4 separate regions of the Mus musculus genome follow, and regions 1, 2 and 3 are each linked to region 4. A link is a contact called in public ChIA-PET and Hi-C data. All regions are on one chromosome and are shown on one strand. Each heading gives the region's core, a stretch centred on a gene start, on an enhancer-like site or on the middle of the called end of the contact. The rest is flanking DNA. Distances are from core to core; before and after follow the strand shown. Region 1 overlaps Bbx (bobby sox HMG box containing). Region 2 overlaps Bbx (bobby sox HMG box containing). Region 3 has its middle 91 kb from the start of Gm4802. Region 4 overlaps Cd47 (CD47 antigen (Rh-related antigen, integrin-associated signal transducer)).

Region 1 (2,700 bases), core at 175-2,674, 300 kb after region 4:
TCTAAGCACTATCGAAAGTATGGACTCCACAATCAGAGAAAAGGCCTTCTTATAATTTAGACCTAGTCCCAGGTTCAAGAGCAGAATAGCTTTCATCATAGGTACTCAGGCTTAGACTACTGGTTCTTTGCTTCTTAGCTTAGCATGGGCCAATGGAAATATATATGTAAGCTCTTTAAATATAAAAGCTTTAATAAAAAAATTTGCTACAATTTAGTTAGGAATAATTCAAGTAAGTTTAATGACTAGATAGCCTTAAAACTCAAAGCTTCAGACAAGGTGAAAGAAGCCCAACCTGGATTTGCAATGAACATCAAATAATGTCTGTTGCACTTTCATAAGCCTCAGCTTTGCTTATCCCTCCTGTCACTCTGGAGGGATTTCTGCTCAACTCCCCAGTGCCACTGCTACTTCACAGGTGGGGATCCCCAAAACATACTCATTTCCCTTTGCTAAAAAAAATCTAAAACGTGTGGTAAGAAGTGCAAAGCACAGGGTCCAACGGTGAAAAGAAAATTGTGTTAGGAAAAGAAAAGGCCAAGTGGTTTGTGAAACATCATCTGACTTCCTGAGATAACAAGATTTCAGAGAATCCAGCCACAGACACAAGGACTCATCTCCTCTTGAACTGCAGTTTACTAACTGTGGGACCATGTGTTTCTACATACAGATGTGAACTGGGCTGGGTTAACTCTAAAGAAGACACTCAGACCTAAAAGGGTAGTTTCGCCACATAGCCTACACTAACAGTTTTATAGAAAATAATGGTGTTGAGAAGAAGAAGCATCTTTGTCAGTCCAGGGTCCCAATTAGGAGGGACACTTGTGGATTAGCATTGTTTTAACTTATTGATTTTCACTGGTGAGCCCTGAGGTAACAGCATTCTACTAAGTATTGCTCTTTTGAAAGTCTCTTCAGATGACCCTGATAAAGACACATTAGAGACCAAAGGCATGGCTGCTAAAGGCCAGGTACAGGAGGAGAATTCAGGTCCACATGCAGACAGGAGTAACAGTCAAGTTCTAGATGTCAGCTTATTAGGAGAAAGCAAAGAAGTAACAAGTTACAGACTAGGTGCAAGGCAATGTATAATATAGTCCCATGGGAACTCTGTGTCAGCGCCCCCGAATGAACTTACACAGCTAAATCTATTATTGTTATTATCATTTCACCTAAACCTAGTATCAGATCTAGAAGAAATCATAGACCCTGCAGATTATTCATACCTGACAAAGGTATGGAATAAGAGCTAAGACCGTGTTAGAGAGGTAATGAATGGAGAGCTAAAGGTCTCACTTGCCCCACACTTTGCCTTGATATTAAATCCAGAAAACACAGCTATGCACAGAGGCCTATGTACAGGGTCACCCCCTCAGGGACAATCTACTAAGATGGAAGACCTGAGGACAGTAAGGGTGAGTCAAATACATAGTCCTCTGTGACAAAACAGTACTCAGCCACACCAACCAAAGCAAAGTAAGTGAGAGGCAGGGCATGTGGGGCACAAACTCAAACAGCTCGGGAGGAAATCAAGCCTTTCTTCCCCCACTCAAACAAGCGGATGTGTGAGGAAAGAAAGACTTTGCCATCCAAAGCACATTAGTCACTTCTCTTTAGACTTTTAATTGAACACACAAAATTCCTCAGGCACTGGAACAAGTCCACAGGGCTGGCTTTCACACTCGACAATAACCATAGCACACGTGAAGTGCATCATCTGAGGGTGATAATGCCAGCTTACTCCTGGAGCCACATTAAGACGGTGGCAGAAAGAGACGGCTTTGTTTTCCAAAGTGCTCCCCAAATGTGGAAGAGTATTCTTTGGGAAAACAGCACTGTACTTGGACTGCACCCCACGAGGCTACTAGAATCGGGAATTTACATTCCAACTGGGAAATTCAGTTGCATTGAAATCATTATGGCTGTATTTGAAATCTCATTGCCTTTGGTTGGTCTCCCGTGAACTAAAACAAGTCAGATGCTGAATGAAAAGAGAAAGGAATGAAGGAGCCAGATTTATGATTCTGGGAGACTTTGCTGGAGTTATAGAGCTACAGTTCCAAACATGGGAAACAGATCCAGTTAGGGCTGTATGGATCACATTTAAAGATCTCCCTGTACAAACAGGCTGCCTGCCATTAATTCCTGGAACTATATTACAAATTGCAAAGAAACTACTCTGATGGAGATTTTGAACATATCCCTGGCTAGCTTGGCACTTATTAGATAGACCAGGCTTCCCTAAAGTTCAAGGCAACCCCCTCCCACCTTAGTCTCCAGGATGCTAGGATTACAGCAAACCCAATGAGGGCTAAAAGTTGACAGATCTGCTTGGAAAAATGAAACAGTAATGTCCAAAGTGCTTAAGTAGAAAGAATTCTGTTTTTTTCTGTCTTTATCGTTTAATTGACCTACATTTTTTTTTTAAATCAGGTGTTTGGGGCTAATAACTGTCCTTAATTCAATGGGGTCACAATCAAAATTTTAAAACCTCACAAAAAGAAAAGCCCTCTAAGTGTCATTAAGTACTAACTATCATCATACCACCATTGTGGAGTTAAAAATCTTTAGTCACCACATTCCATGGAAAGACAAACTGACTACGGTAGGTCTTCTCAGTTGACAAGAAAAATCTTGCCGATTCTAGGCGGTGGACACGTTCCCCTTCTTTCTGACACATTCTAAAAGTACCTTGTACTG
Region 2 (2,700 bases), core at 59-2,558, 390 kb after region 4:
AAATTTCTTACTAGTAAGACTTTAGTGTTTCTCATATATTCAGGAGTCTATTAAACCAACTTCAAAAAAAATTTAGGGCTCATCTTGAAGGTATGTTACCAAATAGTTATATGGAACCCTATTCCAATTTCTCCTCTACTGCAAATACCGTGTATGAGCTGATATGAAGAAAATGCATGTTCTGGGAGGAGCAAGATGCAAGTGTGTCAGCCATCTCACTTGGAGACATGAAGGGCCTTAGTCTTTGTTCCCAGCCCGTAACTGTGACTCTCGGGACCTGGCTAGAATTGGCCACCAAGAAAAAAGGCAGTCAGAAATTTTGCACTGTTTGGATTTCTAACAAGAAAACAACAAATCCCTCTGACACCATTATAAAGGAAAAACAAAACAAAAATAGCTGTCTTATATTAAAATTGGAATCCACAACTTCTCAAATTGAAGAAAGGCAAAAGTTGGCCATGGTCACTTCTGGATTTAGACTTGTAGGAAACTTCAGAGGTTTTTCAAGTTAAGCTGCAGCACGCTAGGACTGCATTCATAGCCCAAACAACAGTAAAGACTTTTAAGCCTGGGTCTACAGGTGGTTAAGGTTCAACTTAGCACATATGTGTATATGCATGTGCATGTCTCTGTGCATGTGTGTGTGTGTGTGTGTGTGTATGTATGTATGAATGTATATTTTGACACAGGCTCTCATATATAGCTCAGGCATTTCCCAAACTTTCCATGCCCTTCAAACTGGCCTTGAAGTAGTGATCTTCCTGTCACAGCCTCTTGAGTTCTGAGATTATAGTCTCATGACACTGAACTAACATGAAAAAATTTGAAAAAGTTGATTATATATATATATATTGTGTGTGTGTGTGTGTGTGTGTGTGAGAGAGAGAGAGATAGAAAGGACACATTTGTTCACACTATATTATAACCCTGTGAGTATTTTAAATTTGTATCATTTAGTGAGACACAAATGGCTAAAGTATTGCTTTTAAAGTTAAAATTACCAGGTTTATTGATAATAAAAGATGGCAGAAAGAATGGCTTAGTTTTTTTCTTCTCGCTCAGCTTCTGAAATGAGATGATCAATACAGGAAAAGATCCTAAGGGGCAATTTTATTCTATTCTCCTAATGAGAGAAGCAGACAAGAAAGGATCTACTCAGGGCAGTTTACAGTTAGTTCTCAAAGTTCCTGTTCTACAAATCAGCGAATAGCAGTAATAAGAAAACTCTATGGTTATGAAGGTAGAACAGAAACCAACATTGACAATCTGGTAATCAGTAAAGAGAGTTTCTGTACTGACAATCTGTGGTTTCTGGGACTTTCACAGTAACAAAATCTTAGTCAAAACGCAGACTCATGAGGAGGCATCATGTATGGGAGACATCACTTAGAGTTCATGAGAGCTAGCAACTGAAAAGTAAATACAGGGTCATGGCAAGATAACTGAATTATTCCAGTACCGATGCTGGCGACCGCTGATGAAGGAAAAGAAGGGTTAGGAAAGAAAGGAAAGGGTATGTCATACAGGCAACAGTTTCAATTTCCCCTTTCTCCTTTCCTTCAATTTCATTTACAGAAGTCTCGGTGCTTACATTGTTCAAGTGAGACTCTGCAAGTAGCTTAAAGTTGACCCCGCATTACCACCTCCAGCATTCTTTTCAGGAAGCAGCTGATTAAATACCCTCAGGGTAAGTGGGCCAGGAATAAGAAGCTGTCAAACTGACAAAGTAGTGTCTTACCTCTACAGATGCGGTCTCCTGTCACACACAGTTCCTATTTCCTTAAAACCTGCTTCTCAACTCTGGCAACCTCTTGTTAGTTACATAGCATGCAGCTTTTAAAAGCTTATAAATTCTTTTTTTTCCCCTGCTCTTCATTATTCTCTAGTTTGCAACGTGTCCTCTGCTACTGATTTGGCAGAGGCCATTAGAAAGCCACTAAACTACATTTCCATGATAGCCAGCGTTACTTTCCAAAATACCTAATCAATTTAGAACTCACAGATTCACATGTATTATAAATCTTTGCCTCACTTGGGGTATTATTTGCTCTTATAAAATGGGGTTTGTGGGACTGGGAAGATGGCTCAGCCAATAAAGTGATTGCCTTGAAAACGCAAGGACTTGAGTTAGATCTCCAGAACCCATGCTTTGTTTTGTAACAACACAGCAACAACAACACAAACAAACAAACAAGCCAGATGTGATGATGCTTGCACTCCCTCCCTATCCTGGGGATGTAGAGACCATGACCAGCCAGCTTAGCTACTTTACAAGGTCCAGGCCTCTGAGAGGCCCTGTTCCAAAAGGGGAAAAATAGCTGGCACCCTAAAAACTACACTTAAAGTGGTCCTTGAGGCACATACATGCAAGTGGCCTTGCATCCCCACATACACAACACCCCACCAAAAGAACAGGATCCCAAAAGCAAGTTTCCCATGTGAGACTCATCCACAGTCAGCATTCAGCATTCTGACTCCCAGCACAGCAGCACTAGCCGCCTCAGCTGTGAGCACACAGTATGGATCAGGGCAAGTGATGTTCAAATTAAGGAATGATAACTTTAAAAGGTCCTGCGAATACCACTGGGTCTGATATCATTTCAGCAAACCATGATGCTAATAAATACTTACAGTTCCATAAGTTCTCCTTCTCTAATAAAATGGCTATTTTCTTTTAGCTGAAAACACTGCCTCTGTACT
Region 3 (2,700 bases), core at 72-2,571, 400 kb before region 4:
GGCATCTTTATAACAGTCCTGGGAATAAATCCTTCACCTTTATCTAACTACTCAGAGATTCAGTAGATCTTCCTACCATAATAAGAGTCCTTTACACAGTAAAATCTGTTAAGTGCATCCTGAACCATTTTATTCTGCATTTGGTGGCATTAGGGCACTACTGTGTTGCTTGTTCCCTAAATGCTTTTCCCTCTATCTGTCTGTAATGTCTATAATTAAACATAAGGGCCCAGCTAGGAGTTGCATCCTTCCTTGTTCTACATTTCTAATACCCTTGGCTGAGTCTTCCTAAAAGTGGAATATTCTAGAAAAATTCAAGCGTAATAAATGTAAGCATCTAAATATAGTCACATCCAACCTGGAAGTTTTCTATTTTAAAAACTACTTTAGAATTCCAGTTCTTGAGCCTAAGAACCTCAGTTCCGTGAGGGGAAAAATATGGCCTGTACAAACAACTAGTCCATCCTGTTCTAACCTTTAGGGTCTAGTTTGAACCCAGAGCTCTCCCAGGAACCCTGAAGAGAGCTGCTTCAGCAATGGAGATTTTTGAGATTTAAAGAACCCCAAAAGTTCAATTCAGGCAGGGCCTTCGTTGGATGCCTTTAACATATTCACTTCAGAGAGCTCTGGAGTGAGATGAGAAGAGTCTCCGTCACGGCAGCTTCAACTCTCAGAAGCGGAAGCAGAATTTGAGAAGAAAAGGAAGAAACAGAAAACCAGAGGTTTGCACCCTCGCGCTGATGAGCAGCGGCTGTGGGTTTCGGAATCTTCTCAGGAACAGAGTACATCCTATGTGGCTGCCTTTAGGACAAGGTTTGGGGTCTTGCCAAAAAAACAAAGCAAACCAAAACCAAACCCAAACAAACAAAAACCAGTCTCACTGAGCTCTAGAACCTAGGGCATTAGTGCGATATCATTCACATGGAGCAAACAATGCTAATAGCTGCAGGTTTTATTTTCTTATGTTCAGCTGTCATATGAGGCCCCAGGAAAACATCAAAATGCACTCACAGGCCACACACACACACACACACACACACACACACACACACACACACTCGCGCACACACGCAGAGGGGGGCGGGGTGAGAGAGAATTCGAGTATCCTTGAATTCAAATCCCTTTCTTAGGTGTCAAAAAACTGAAGATGCTGAAGCATGGAAGAAACACCTGTCAGATGAGAAAGAAAGAAGTGTTTGCAAGTCCCTGCCTGCTACAGGGAAAGGGCAAAGGCAAAACTATGGCTGCTTGATGCATCCCTACTGAAAGGACTGAGTGTTAATGGTGTTAGTGTAACTAAGTGACATAGGCTCCCATTTGCTGGATCTCTTCTTTATTCTGTCATGGCAAGTTGGTGACTTCACACATTATGTTGCTTAGCTTCTAGGGGGAAGGTGGGAGATAAAACAAATCAAAACAAAAACAAAACAAAAAGCCCACCAACTACAGAAGGTGGGGAGGGAGGGGAGGGAGTCAACATTGCCAAAGTGTTTCTCAGCATACAGATCAAAGGTACAATTACAAACTCGGGTGATTAACAACAATTATATTATCTATCTGATTAGTTCCCCTAGGTCAAAGCTATGTGTTAAAAAGGAAATCGTTTGAGCCTGAAGTTTAACTTGGTTTCAATATATTGGCTAGGCAACTAAAGGACAGTCAAAACCAAAACAAAGGAAGCCCATTAATGTGTAGACTGGCTTCTTTCTCAAAGGTTGTTTTCAGCCTCAGTTCCCATGAGGTCAATATTTAATAAGGGTGTCAAGCTAAATTTGGCTGCTTGTGTGTTTGAGTTAGCCTAGCTCTTGCTTTCTGGCATTTCATAGAATTGACTGTGGTGAGAAAATCTGGTCTACTTGAAAGACTGCGAATCAAGCTCTCAAAGAAGGTTCTGATGCACTGCAAAAATACTGTGCCTTGAAGTCTGTCCTACTTCCTTCCACAAAGAACAAAAACTGAAAGTACTTTTGCAAGGGAGAAAAAAAAAAAAAGCTTGATTTCAGGTAACGTCAAACCTCAGCTATAAATAAACTCTGTGAGGAAACTGAATCCGCAGAGAGTCTGTGTCGCATCAGGTACATCCGAATGTCGGAGAACAGCTTCCCAATTATAATCATCAGTGCAAAGGAAGTCAGAGATCCAAACAGCTAAGGTTAAGAGGAGAAAGCTGAAGGGATCATGAGCTGTGATGGGCGGGAAAAGGAAGGGGCGGCTGAGGCTCTGGCATGAGCTCAGTATACGCGCGTTAGCTGATGACTCACAGTGGCTATAATCAGTACATCCAGAAAGGACAGATGAGCATCTCACAAAACAGTGCGCACCACCCCAGACCCTCGCTGCTCTGTACGAGTGCAGATTGCAGCAAATGCCCTTCCCTAATCGTGTGATTCAGTCTGAGTCTAGTGCAAGGAGGAAAGGGCGTAGAATTCCAAGGGAAAATATATGTAGTCACGAAAGTCCAAGCAATCAAGAATAATAAGACAAATTTTAGACCTCAAAGGAAATTATCACCAGAAAGCAGGATGAGGTTCAAGGTCATGCTTCTGTAATCTCCATAGAAACTCAGGCAGTCTGATAATACAGAACCCAGAAAATTGAAGGGACAGAGAAAGCAACAGAGGGCGGAGACTCGACCAGACCTTAATAATGTAGCAAATTGTGATTGAACTCACTAATTCCCGAGTGACCCAGCATGGACCC
Region 4 (2,700 bases), core at 163-2,662:
CATTTAGTTCCTGCCCTCTATTATTGCATCTTCATTAGCTAATCTGTGCAGAAGCAGTAAAGGTTGCAACTCAAAACACCAGGGAGGAATACACAGAGGGAGGAGCCCTGGTTTGGTTTGAAACTACCAATCTGGGGTAGCTCTAAGCTCGAGGGAGGGAGGGAGGGAGGGGGCGTTGAAGGGCTCATGCTTTGTTGTAGCGTGCTAGCTGCCTAGAGCTTTGAGGACTGGGAATATGAGAGAAAGGAAGAAAAGGCTGCTCAGTTCGGAACAAGGAGAGTGTGTTGAGAGAGGGGAAGTCACTCGTTGCCCTATTCTGGCCATCCCAGCTGGGAAGGAGAAAGAGATGGTACCCTGGTAACAGTGAGTAGTTGACAGCCTCTCTTCAACATGAGGTATGACAGGTATCTGACATGAGAGAGGCATGTGCACATGAGTGAGTCTATTTTTTTTTATTTGCTGTAGGCATCTCTTTGCTTTTCTCCTGTCAATGCATTTAATCAAGAGTCCTCTGTAGTTTTCAAGTAGACCATCAAAGCTACAACTCCTGCACTGGAGTCTCTAGTACCTTCTGGCTTTAGTCCTGAACATGTATGTTATCTTAAAATTAAGTATTATATTGCTTTATGTATCTTATTGGTTGCATTTATGCTTTTATTTATACCAGCTTCCAACCAGAGGACTATCCAACCTCCTAGGGTAAGTCCAAGTTTATGAAATTAATTAAAAGCAGTTGTTTGGTGGATTAAAATGAGGGGTTGGAACATTGGACTGTTTGGTTCTATGCTTAATGTGACATCAAATTAAGGCAATGCTGAAGTCATTTCAGGGCCTGTGTATGAATAGGTCTGTTTGTGTCATAAGATTTACCTTGAGGCATTTAAGTACTGATGAGACAGAAGTGTCCCTGTAAGTTTGTACTCCCTATGTAGATGCAGAATCTATGAGGGGGAATATAATTATCTCTTCCATCAGCAGGAAGCTGATTCCACTGTGTCTCCCCATCTGTTGGATTTGTGTGATGTGAGTTTATAGAGTGACAGTTTTGAGCACGACATTAAGGAAGAAAAGTTTGTGTTAAATTGACTTCCTTAAAAAGTATAGTCTGTAAGGTATATGTTGTTGAAGAGATCCATTCCAAATAATGACCTACGATTTTATCAGCATTTTTCCTTCCTAAAGGTTTTATTGTATTTGAATACCTCCATAAGGTCTTTGGGAAAATTCTAAGAAAAAGATCAAATTCAGGAGGAAATGTATGAGAAAAAAAATTACTGTATAAACTCACCATGGTGACAGACCTGAGAGTTCTTACATGGAATTAAGATCTGAAGTGGGAGTATATTGGACTCAGCTTCCTGTCCACAGTGACTGGCAGATAACTCTGGCAGCCTCTAAGGACACGCCCAAAGGGCGGGCTTGGGAGAATGTGTTAATTCACCTCTGCCTCTTATTCTGAGGAGACTGGTGACACAGCTGTGTTAGCCACAAGCAGCTAACAGTTCTCCTAGAGCCGCTTAGAGATAACCTAAGCAATGGACCGTTAAATCCTACCAATTTTCTTGCTGTTACTGAGTTCAATTTGCATGATGTGAAAATGATTCTGCTTTGCTACCATCTCTTATTTAACTGTGTTTTCTATCTGTTACTGCAATTTGCATGTTTGTACATTAATACTTTTATAAGAATTTCTTGAACTGAGAATGGTGGGTGGAGTAGGGAATTATTCACAGAAAAAAATACTAAGAGAATAAGGCAGCTATTATTAAACTATTAACTAGCCTTGGGAAGCTTTGTTTCATTAGCTTTTGCTGTCTCATTTTGCTTTTAGACCATAGGATTCTCCACTTATAATACAAGTTCAATGATAGTGTAAGTTTTAGCATAAAACACATAAAGTAATGTACATTTTCTATAAATATATTTTAAATATTTTCCAGAAAGCTGTAGAGGAACCCCTTAACGGTATGTGATCATTATAAGTCTGGGTCTATTAGCAGATCGTAATTTGAACTGATCCTCAAAGACGTTAGAATGCCCACCAATCCCTTGGGAAGAATCCAGTTTGGGAGTTTTGTTTGTTTGCTTGCTTTTTTTGTTCATATGTTTTCTGGCCTTGATCTCTCAATACTTTCTTGATTCTTCATCAGAAATTGGCAGTGTTGCTTTTGTAATGTTCTCACTGTCCCGTGCTATACTGAGTGACATTTGGGCAAGGGGACCATTGAGCCTTTTTTTTTTTTTTTTTTTACTGGACAAGATGAAGTGTCACACCCTCAGTAAAGAATCATCCCTGTGGCTTCTGATTTCTAGAAAAATCCAGGCTGCCACTATGGAGTGATACCAAAATGTGTCACTTACTTTCTATGTAAATCTAGATCTGTATTCCCCAGAAAGTCTGTTTGCTTTTGTGGGTGCTGTGGGTGTGAGCTTTGCAATGAATGATAGCCTCAAATGAGTCTAGCTGTCTAGTTAAGGGATACTTGGCATTGTGTTGTTGGCATATCTGTTTATGTTGAGATTATTTCTAACTGTGAAATCTTACTAACTTGCCTTCTGACTAATTGCCTGCTTGTTACTAATCCTCAGCATTTAAAGAGTCAAAAGGAATGATGAATGACGGTAAGTATTAAGTTTGCATGTGATTGTGCCCTGGTTGATGCATGGACAGATGAGTTTTAGAGCTCACCCATGGTTGTG

Evidence for each region. Hi-C and Micro-C count contacts between places; a contact is called where the count stands out from the background. ChIA-PET counts read pairs in DNA pulled down with a chosen protein or histone mark.
Region 1: a contact with region 4 is called in a Hi-C map of Th1 cells, with 3 times the contacts expected there. The contact joins two enhancer-like sites. A contact is called at or near these places in 1 of 15 datasets of contacts at CTCF or cohesin (large pre-B cells), 1 of 484 Hi-C or Micro-C datasets (Th1 cells) and 1 of 115 datasets of contacts at active chromatin or transcription factors (CD8 T cells).
Region 2: an RNA polymerase II ChIA-PET map of memory CD8 T cells shows a contact between it and region 4, with 8 read pairs. The contact joins two enhancer-like sites. A contact is called at or near these places in 1 of 484 Hi-C or Micro-C datasets (large pre-B cells) and 1 of 115 datasets of contacts at active chromatin or transcription factors (memory CD8 T cells).
Region 3: a contact with region 4 is called in an RNA polymerase II ChIA-PET map of memory CD8 T cells, with 171 read pairs. The contact joins two enhancer-like sites. A contact is called at or near these places in 10 of 484 Hi-C or Micro-C datasets (the G1E-ER4 cell line, Sertoli cells, Th2 cells and 4 more), 4 of 115 datasets of contacts at active chromatin or transcription factors (cardiomyocytes, effector CD8 T cells, large pre-B cells and 1 more) and 1 of 9 other capture datasets (embryonic stem cells).

What each region holds. Positions count from the first base shown.
Region 1 is chr16:50,204,532-50,207,231 of GRCm38.p6, forward strand. The region is part of intron 14 of Bbx (bobby sox HMG box containing); the gene reads right to left. Among named protein-coding and RNA genes, the nearest start is that of Gm4827, 130 kb to the left of the region's middle. Within about 2 kb of position 1,425, at least 29 of the 459 cell types and tissues checked have an H3K27ac peak or open chromatin away from gene starts, as enhancers often do. A contact at or near this core is called in Th1 cells, where this site is marked.
Region 2 is chr16:50,297,628-50,300,327 of GRCm38.p6, forward strand. All of the region lies in intron 3 of Bbx (bobby sox HMG box containing), which reads right to left. Among named protein-coding and RNA genes, the nearest start is that of Bbx, 130 kb to the right of the region's middle. Within about 2 kb of position 1,309, at least 25 of the 459 cell types and tissues checked have an H3K27ac peak or open chromatin away from gene starts, as enhancers often do. A contact at or near this core is called in memory CD8 T cells, where this site is marked.
Region 3 is chr16:49,502,035-49,504,734 of GRCm38.p6, forward strand. No RefSeq gene overlaps it. Among named protein-coding and RNA genes, the nearest start is that of Gm4802, 91 kb to the left of the region's middle. Within about 2 kb of position 1,322, at least 86 of the 459 cell types and tissues checked have an H3K27ac peak or open chromatin away from gene starts, as enhancers often do. A contact at or near this core is called in cerebral cortex, effector CD8 T cells and memory CD8 T cells, where this site is marked.
Region 4 is chr16:49,906,114-49,908,813 of GRCm38.p6, forward strand. Cd47 (CD47 antigen (Rh-related antigen, integrin-associated signal transducer)) reads left to right here. Exons shown (of 9, transcript NM_001368415.1): 8 at 668-699. Among named protein-coding and RNA genes, the nearest start is that of Gm19723, 48 kb to the right of the region's middle. Within about 2 kb of position 1,413, at least 87 of the 459 cell types and tissues checked have an H3K27ac peak or open chromatin away from gene starts, as enhancers often do. A contact at or near this core is called in Th1 cells, cerebral cortex, effector CD8 T cells and 1 more, where this site is marked.